Regions from separate parts of the Zea mays genome. Here region 1 is linked to region 2. The links are chromatin contacts, called in public Hi-C maps. All regions are on one chromosome and are shown on one strand. The core of a region is the stretch at or near the end of the contact, and the rest is flanking DNA. Distances in the headings are between cores, read along the strand shown.

Region 1 (3,230 bases), core at 591-3,090, 41 kb before region 2:
AGGGATCCGCACCCGCGCCCTCTATTACCTGAGGCACGACGCTGCGTGGATCATGTGGGCCGCAGCCAGCTCGGGCATTTGGATCGCACGATCTTTAGTCTTTACCGAGCAAAAACAAAATTATTACAGCCGCGACTGCGATGTGCAGTACCCAACAGCACCACGGGCCACAGCCGTTCACGCCCAGTCGTCGCCCACGCCGAGGCCACCACCGTGTAGCATAGCAATCAGTGACGATCTGATAATTGGGGCCATGCTGTCACGTGGGCCACTTCTCTCCGATTCTCTACCACTCTTTTCTTTCCGCATGGTCTAAGTGGGCCCCATCGCCTGGCGATTCTTTTTTTCCTTCTTTACTTTATAATAATTCTCCCTCGTCGCGTGGTCGCGAGGATAGAGTGATAGACAGACGGAAGGAGGAAGACGGCGACGGGAGATGCAGATGCGTCACGCGTGTGCCGTGCCGTGCGGTGGCTTTCGGGGAATTTGTGCCGCGCCAAAGGGGAGCCCTGAGGCCTGCCGCGGACCCACCGGGGCTCACCAAAAGCTGGCTGGATATTGCTTGGCAAAAAGGAAACCAAAAGAAAATGGGAAAGGGTTGGCCGTAAATGATTGGCACACGCAGCATATGCACACAGCTTCTTCAAAAGACCGGTTCGGACTGAGCTCATTCGACCGTACTAGTACTACATAACTTATCTGTGCCCTTTTCGCAAAACGTTCTATAAACCACTGACGTAGTGATGGTTATAAAAATCCAAAGCGTATCATTATCCATAACAACAATATAAGTAGGCGTTACAATATAAGTTTTGGTTCTAAAAGGCACCAAACAGGCCTGTGCACTCATTTGATGACAGATAGCATCCAAGATTTTTTTCTAACACTAGCGGAGGTTAGTTCAAACCAAAAAAAAAAAAACAGAGGTGGCCCCATTTTCTATGGTAATAGGTATCGACATTTATTAGTTTGAGTTCAGCACTATTTTTCCATCCTAAATCTGTATCCAAGATCCCCTGCTGATATCGAGCGAAGATTTTAGATTTAAATGATTGCTTCTGCCTTCGTAGCAATAAGCACAAAAATTTGAATCTCAAGATCTAGATAACGTGGTGTCGTACCTACACTAATGTAATCGCATGGAAAACAACTCGAAGAAAACGAGGTATACCAAACAAGCTATGAGAAGCTTGAACTAGACGAGCTACCCGATACACTAAAGTAGGTGACTATCAATCGCTACCGGTCTTTAAAAAAACAGTTTTAGTACTAGTAGTGATGCCAAATTCGTAGTAACGAGTGATGGTATATATTAAATACCGAAGCGTAAAACATCGATGACCAAGCATTCGTAGTCACGAGTGTATTGGGTTTTTTTTTTCTAACTCCCGAAAATTCCTTTGCATCTGCAAACTAAAAACCAAGCACCACGCACTCCACTCAGGACAGACGAGAGCAAGTAGTAATCCACGCTTGAGGGAGACCTCTTGTTGCTACCCGCGCAAAAAAAAAAACTTTTCAATCGATCGCCTGCGCGCGCGGACGAGGTGGACCGGACGTGCAGTGCAGGCCAGGAGACACGGACAAAGGCGAGTACAGCGACGGCACGCGCACGCGGTGCGTTTCCTCATGGACCGTGTCCATCACGCCTTTGTTCGCCGGTCCCTTTCTGCGCCCCGCGCCAATTATCAGACCCATCCACCCAGGTCCAGCGTTCCAGGCAGGCAGAACAAGCGTGGCACCACCGCCGATCTCGACGACCACCTCACAGTAGAGGCGTGGAGAGCATCGAGTTCAGCTAAAGCTTTGACGTGACGCGGACTCCCTCCGCGCGCGCGCCTGTGCCGTGCCTGTCACCGCAACTGCTAACCGAACGCGCACGCATGTGATCCGCCATGTGCTATGCTTGCTTGCTTGGGCACGGCCGCACGGCTAGCTAGCTGCTCCGTCCAGTCCAACCAACGAGACCGGACGAGGAACAGCGCCTCCGTACCGCGCGCACCAAGCTGTTGGTTCGTGGGTCGCTGCACGGCGTTGGAAGCCACGCCCGGCATGTCGGAGCCGGCCGGTCCCCGTCGCACATGGCGCTGGAAAAAGGCTCGCTCCCTCGGTCTCTGTCTCTCCCCCTCACACGTCCGAGAGCATCCGATTCCGATCCCATTCCCCGTCGGACGACGTGGAACCGTACGTCGTGTGTGTGGCCTCCATCCCGCGCTCCTCCCTTGTCGGTTTCGTCCGTGTTCGTCGCATCGACGTGGAAGTGGAACCTTGGCAGCTCGATCAGCACCACTGCTATTATTATTACTCGGCGGCTGCAAGCGCACGTACGTCGTCGAACTGACTGTGACAAGTTAAAAAAATAATGAAGTGATAGTTTGAAAACTCCAATTTTTTTAAATAAATTTCTATTTTTTCAAGTGGAAATGAACTAATTTCCTTATAAAAATGAAAATTCTTTAGAAAAAATGGGGTTACCAAAGCGTTATAGTCTACCTGCAGGAGTACGTAGAGGTGGCCGTACTATCTGATAGCTATTTAACTCTCTAATAGCAAAATAACTCTCTAACAGATTAGCTATTTAACTCGCCAAGCTATATGACTCTTCAAATTGACTCTCTCACTAGCCAAATTTGGCTAGCCAACTGACTAGCCAAACTAGATAGATAGTTTGTTAGAGTGAGATGATACATATAGAGTGTAATCTTTATAAAAAAATTAAATATATAGTCAAATATAGAGTTAAAAATTAGTAGTCTCTTGGACATACTCTTAAATAAACACCCGCGCGCGCGGCACTGTATATATCTCAATCTGTATGGCCATAGAAAGCAGAGCCGTCACGTACGTACGTACGCCGGTAGGCTGGCAGTCCACGTCGCGACACTGCAGCTAGCTAGCGAGCGTGACGCGAGAGAAGCGGAGGGTGAGGCACGCCGCCGGGGCCGGGCAACTGGATCGGCCAGGATTCGTTCCGCGCGTCTTCGTCGGCCGGTAGACGACGCCGACGGGGTGGATCGTCACTCACGCGTCCGGTCCGGCGCCACCCTCTTTGCACGGCTGGCCGCGACGTATACATAGTAGTAGATGAGGATGGGCGAATAGGCCGCCGGTGCCCGAAGTCGACTGATGTCACTGCTCGTCGTTCGGTCGTCGTTGCCGGTACGTAGCTAGCGTGCAGGTCTCGTCTCGCTCTTTTTTTTTCTTTTTATTTTTTATGGTTGACAACTGCA
Region 2 (3,468 bases), core at 847-3,346:
ATTTTAGTTCTAAAATTAATAGAAACATAGCCTGATCCCAGTATAATCCGATTCTTAAATCTTATAGTGTAAAATTTAGATCTCATTGTCACCCCTACATTTACTCGAGTCGAGTGTAAATAGGTTGCGACACGGACGTAATGGATCAGGATCTCAATGTTCAAGATGAATAGGAATAAAGTTTGATCCTTAAATTTTATAGGGTAAAATTTAGAGCTCATTATCATCACTACCGCCATGCAAGCTTAAAGAAGTTTAATGCTCAAGTAAAAAAAGTAAATTAGGTCAACCTATTTTTTTACAGTATTTAAATTCTATCGAATATCCTATTTTATTCTTTTTTGTGTCTAAAAATATTTTCTATTGGATCACAAAAGTTTCACACTATAGGTCCAACTTTATTATAATATGAAAATTCAAGTAACGTAAAGGCAATCATTCAATTGCTCAAATATAAATACTCAAAGTAAGAAAGGTTAAAATAAGGAGATAACTTTTCTGAGGTATCAAACCGTTGACACTCCCTACTCCCTACTGGTCTTTATCATAGTACTCATACAAGAGTATCGCTTCTCATTGAACCACACAAGGTTAAGTTCTATCTACGTATCAATTCTTCGTCACTCTAGTATAGTGAATCACTTGCAACTATTTGCACCTTGAGTTGCGCAACACATAATATTCATTGGGTGACCACCAAACTTTTATCACCATCAAACCATATAGGTGATGTCGATCATCAACAATAACAAGCACAAAATCTCACTTTACTAGACCAAGGCTAATGAGAATGGTGGGTGCACACTTGTATCGCTACTCGCAATACACTAATGAGACCACTAATTTCACGATTATCAAATCAATTATCTCACTAGGCAAAGGCTCTCGCTTTCACTCTAATAGGTTTTGTTCAGCTGAACAAATGGTTAAAAGACCTCAAATGGACAAGATGTAGAGATATATGTAGCTCAAAGATAGAGAACTAGCCAGACATGTCTAATGCACACATACCTCCACTATTGTACATGTTCGATGCAAGCTTCAATGGCTAGTTCAAAAACTACCTATTATTATATCAGTATCTCTTGGTATAAATGAACCCTCACAAGACACGTCTAGTGAGTACACCGCTTGATGTGCACATTACAACACATATATGAGTGTCTTGTATAGTGTCGCATCTGGTGCCTCATTAGATACATCTGATGAGTGCTCAGTGTCTCACGCGCATCTACAACCCTCTTAGGATGTCCTATCTAGTGTCATATTTGGTGCTTCATTGGATACGTCTAGTCAGTGCAAATCCTCTCGCATTCTTTTTAAGCGCTATCCAGATGCCATGTTAGATGCACCATATTAGGTGCACGCTAGACATTCTGATGCTGACCATTAGCATTTAAATATAGAAAATAAACTCTAACATCTTATTTAAATGATTATTCGAATATAGTTAAAGATAGGAAACGTGAAGACTCTCTAGAGTATAAATAAAATATAGAAAAAGTTGTTGAAGATTGAAAAATATAGAAAGTATATTTTTTATGTAAATAAATTTTTAAACAATAATTTATAGAGTAAAATTTAGAAATACAACCATAATCGAGCAAATAAAGAAAAAAAGGCACAGCATCAAGCAGGCAGCATGCTACCAGAGGCCAGAGGTAGGTAGGCCACCCTTTGTGTGCTGGTCCACGAGGACCACCACCACTCTACTCCACGTCTCGCATCACGGTCACGCCAATCAATCGCCAGACAACAAAATGAAAGGAAAAGAAAAACCATGACAGATTGACGGGAAAAGAAAAAGAAGCGTGGTGGCGCAGACAAGGCGAGGCGGGATAAAAAAAAAGGTATTGGTTCCGGCGTAAACGATCGCCATTATTAAAGGCGGGGAAAAAGAGAGGTCGCAGCAGCATCCAATCCGTTCGCCTGCCGCCTGCCTGGGCCTTTGCCCTGCCTCCCTCTCCTCGTCAAGATAAACAAAAAACCGGCAGCTTTTGTCTCCTTGCAGGCGCCCCACACACCCAACGTGTCTTCCCCGCCCCGCCCGACCCCCCGTATATATAACTTCCCTCCCACCCCTTGCCCTTGCACTACCCAGTACCCAGTAGTCAGTAACCACATCTCCTCCCCCTCTCCCGCAAAGACAAGGCCGGTGTCCATGGCCGTCCAGGCGCAGCACCTACTCAACCCCGCCTTCCTGCCCCACGACATGGGGCACGCCTTCAGGGCACTGGAGGGCGCCACGGTCGGCGGCGGCGGCTCCGCGTTCCTCGACGAGCTCGGCTTCGGCGGGTGCGCGCCGGCGCCGGCGCCGGCGCCCTTCGAGGTCGCCGCGTTTGGCGACACCCAGCCGCGCAGCGAGCTCACCTGCAACGGCGGCGGCGGCGACAACAGCAACGTGTTTCTCCCGAGGAAGCGTGCACGCGTCGCGCCCGGGTTCCTGGATGATGCCCACCAGCAGGGGTTGGTTCTGCCGGTGCCGCAGGGCCAGGTGTTCGCCGGCGACGTGCAGAGCAGGGAGGCAGGGTGCGGCGCGGCGTCCACCAGTGGTCGGGCGGCGGCCACCACCAACGGCGTCCTGTCGCTGCTCTACCGCCAGGGCATGGAGATCGACGCGCTGGTGCGGCTCGAGGTGCGTGGTAGTCAGTCGTTGCCGTCTTGACAGATCCGGCGAGCTCCCCCACACGTTGTCTGACTCTTGCTCGCGTGGTCTTGCCGCAGACCGAGAGGATGCGTGCGGGGCTGCAGGAGGCTCGGCGGAGGCACGCGCGCGCGGTGGCGGCGGCCGTGCAGCGCGCCGCGGCGGGGCGGCTGCGGCTGGCGGAGGCCGAGCTGGGGCGCGCCCGCCGCCGCAACGCCGAGCTGGAGGAGAGGCTCCGGCAGCTGGCCGCCGAGGGGCAGGCGTGGCTGGGCGTCGCCCGGAGCCACGAGGCCGTCGCCGCGGGGCTCCGCGCCACGCTGGACCAGCTGCTGCAGCAGCAGCAGCCCGGCGCCGGCGTTGGCGGCGGCGAGGCGGAGGACGCGCGGTCCTGCTGCTTCGAGACCTCCCCGCCGGGCCCCGTCGCCGACGACTGCGACGCCGCGTCCCGGGGCTCCTCGCCGCCGTCGTGCAAGTCCTGCGGAGGCGGCGACGCGTCCGTGCTGCTGCTCCCGTGCCGCCACCTCTGCCTGTGCCGCGCGTGCGAGGCCGCCGCCGAGGCGTGCCCCGTCTGCGGCGCTAGCAAGAACGCCTCGCTCCAGGTCCTGCTGTGACGAGGCGGGAGGGGCCCTGCCGGCGTGTTGGTCCCGCGCGGTGGCGGCACTCGTTGTCCAATGAGATCCGCTGGCTCCCGGGGTCAGGCGGCGAGCTTTGTTGAGTAGTAAATGTAGAGATGCTCCAAGTTGCAGCATAGTAGGCTAATTTTAGACGCAGTTAGCTGTACTACTGGTAATTGGCACTAACTTCTGTTCTCCCCTGGAATATCT

Evidence for each region. A called contact is a pair of places that touch in the nucleus more often than the background predicts.
Region 1: a Hi-C map of endosperm shows a contact between it and region 2, with 3 times the contacts expected there. The contact joins the enhancer-like site here to the promoter of LOC100281271 in region 2. A contact is called at or near these places in 11 of 25 Hi-C or Micro-C datasets (bundle sheath, ear, endosperm and 3 more) and 1 of 3 datasets of contacts at active chromatin or transcription factors (seedling).

What each region holds. Positions count from the first base shown.
Region 1 is chr2:62,951,046-62,954,275 of Zm-B73-REFERENCE-NAM-5.0, reverse strand. No RefSeq gene overlaps it. Among protein-coding and RNA genes, the nearest start is that of LOC100281271, 42 kb to the right of the region's middle. Within about 2 kb of position 1,840, at least 19 of the 20 cell types and tissues checked have an H3K27ac peak or open chromatin away from gene starts, as enhancers often do. A contact at or near this core is called in bundle sheath, ear, endosperm and 4 more, where this site is marked.
Region 2 is chr2:62,909,742-62,913,209 of Zm-B73-REFERENCE-NAM-5.0, reverse strand. LOC100281271 (inhibitor of apoptosis-like protein) reads left to right here and starts at 2,096. Exons shown (of 2, transcript NM_001154992.2): 1 at 2,096-2,635; 2 at 2,725-3,468. The coding sequence starts at 2,162. The coding sequence ends at 3,255.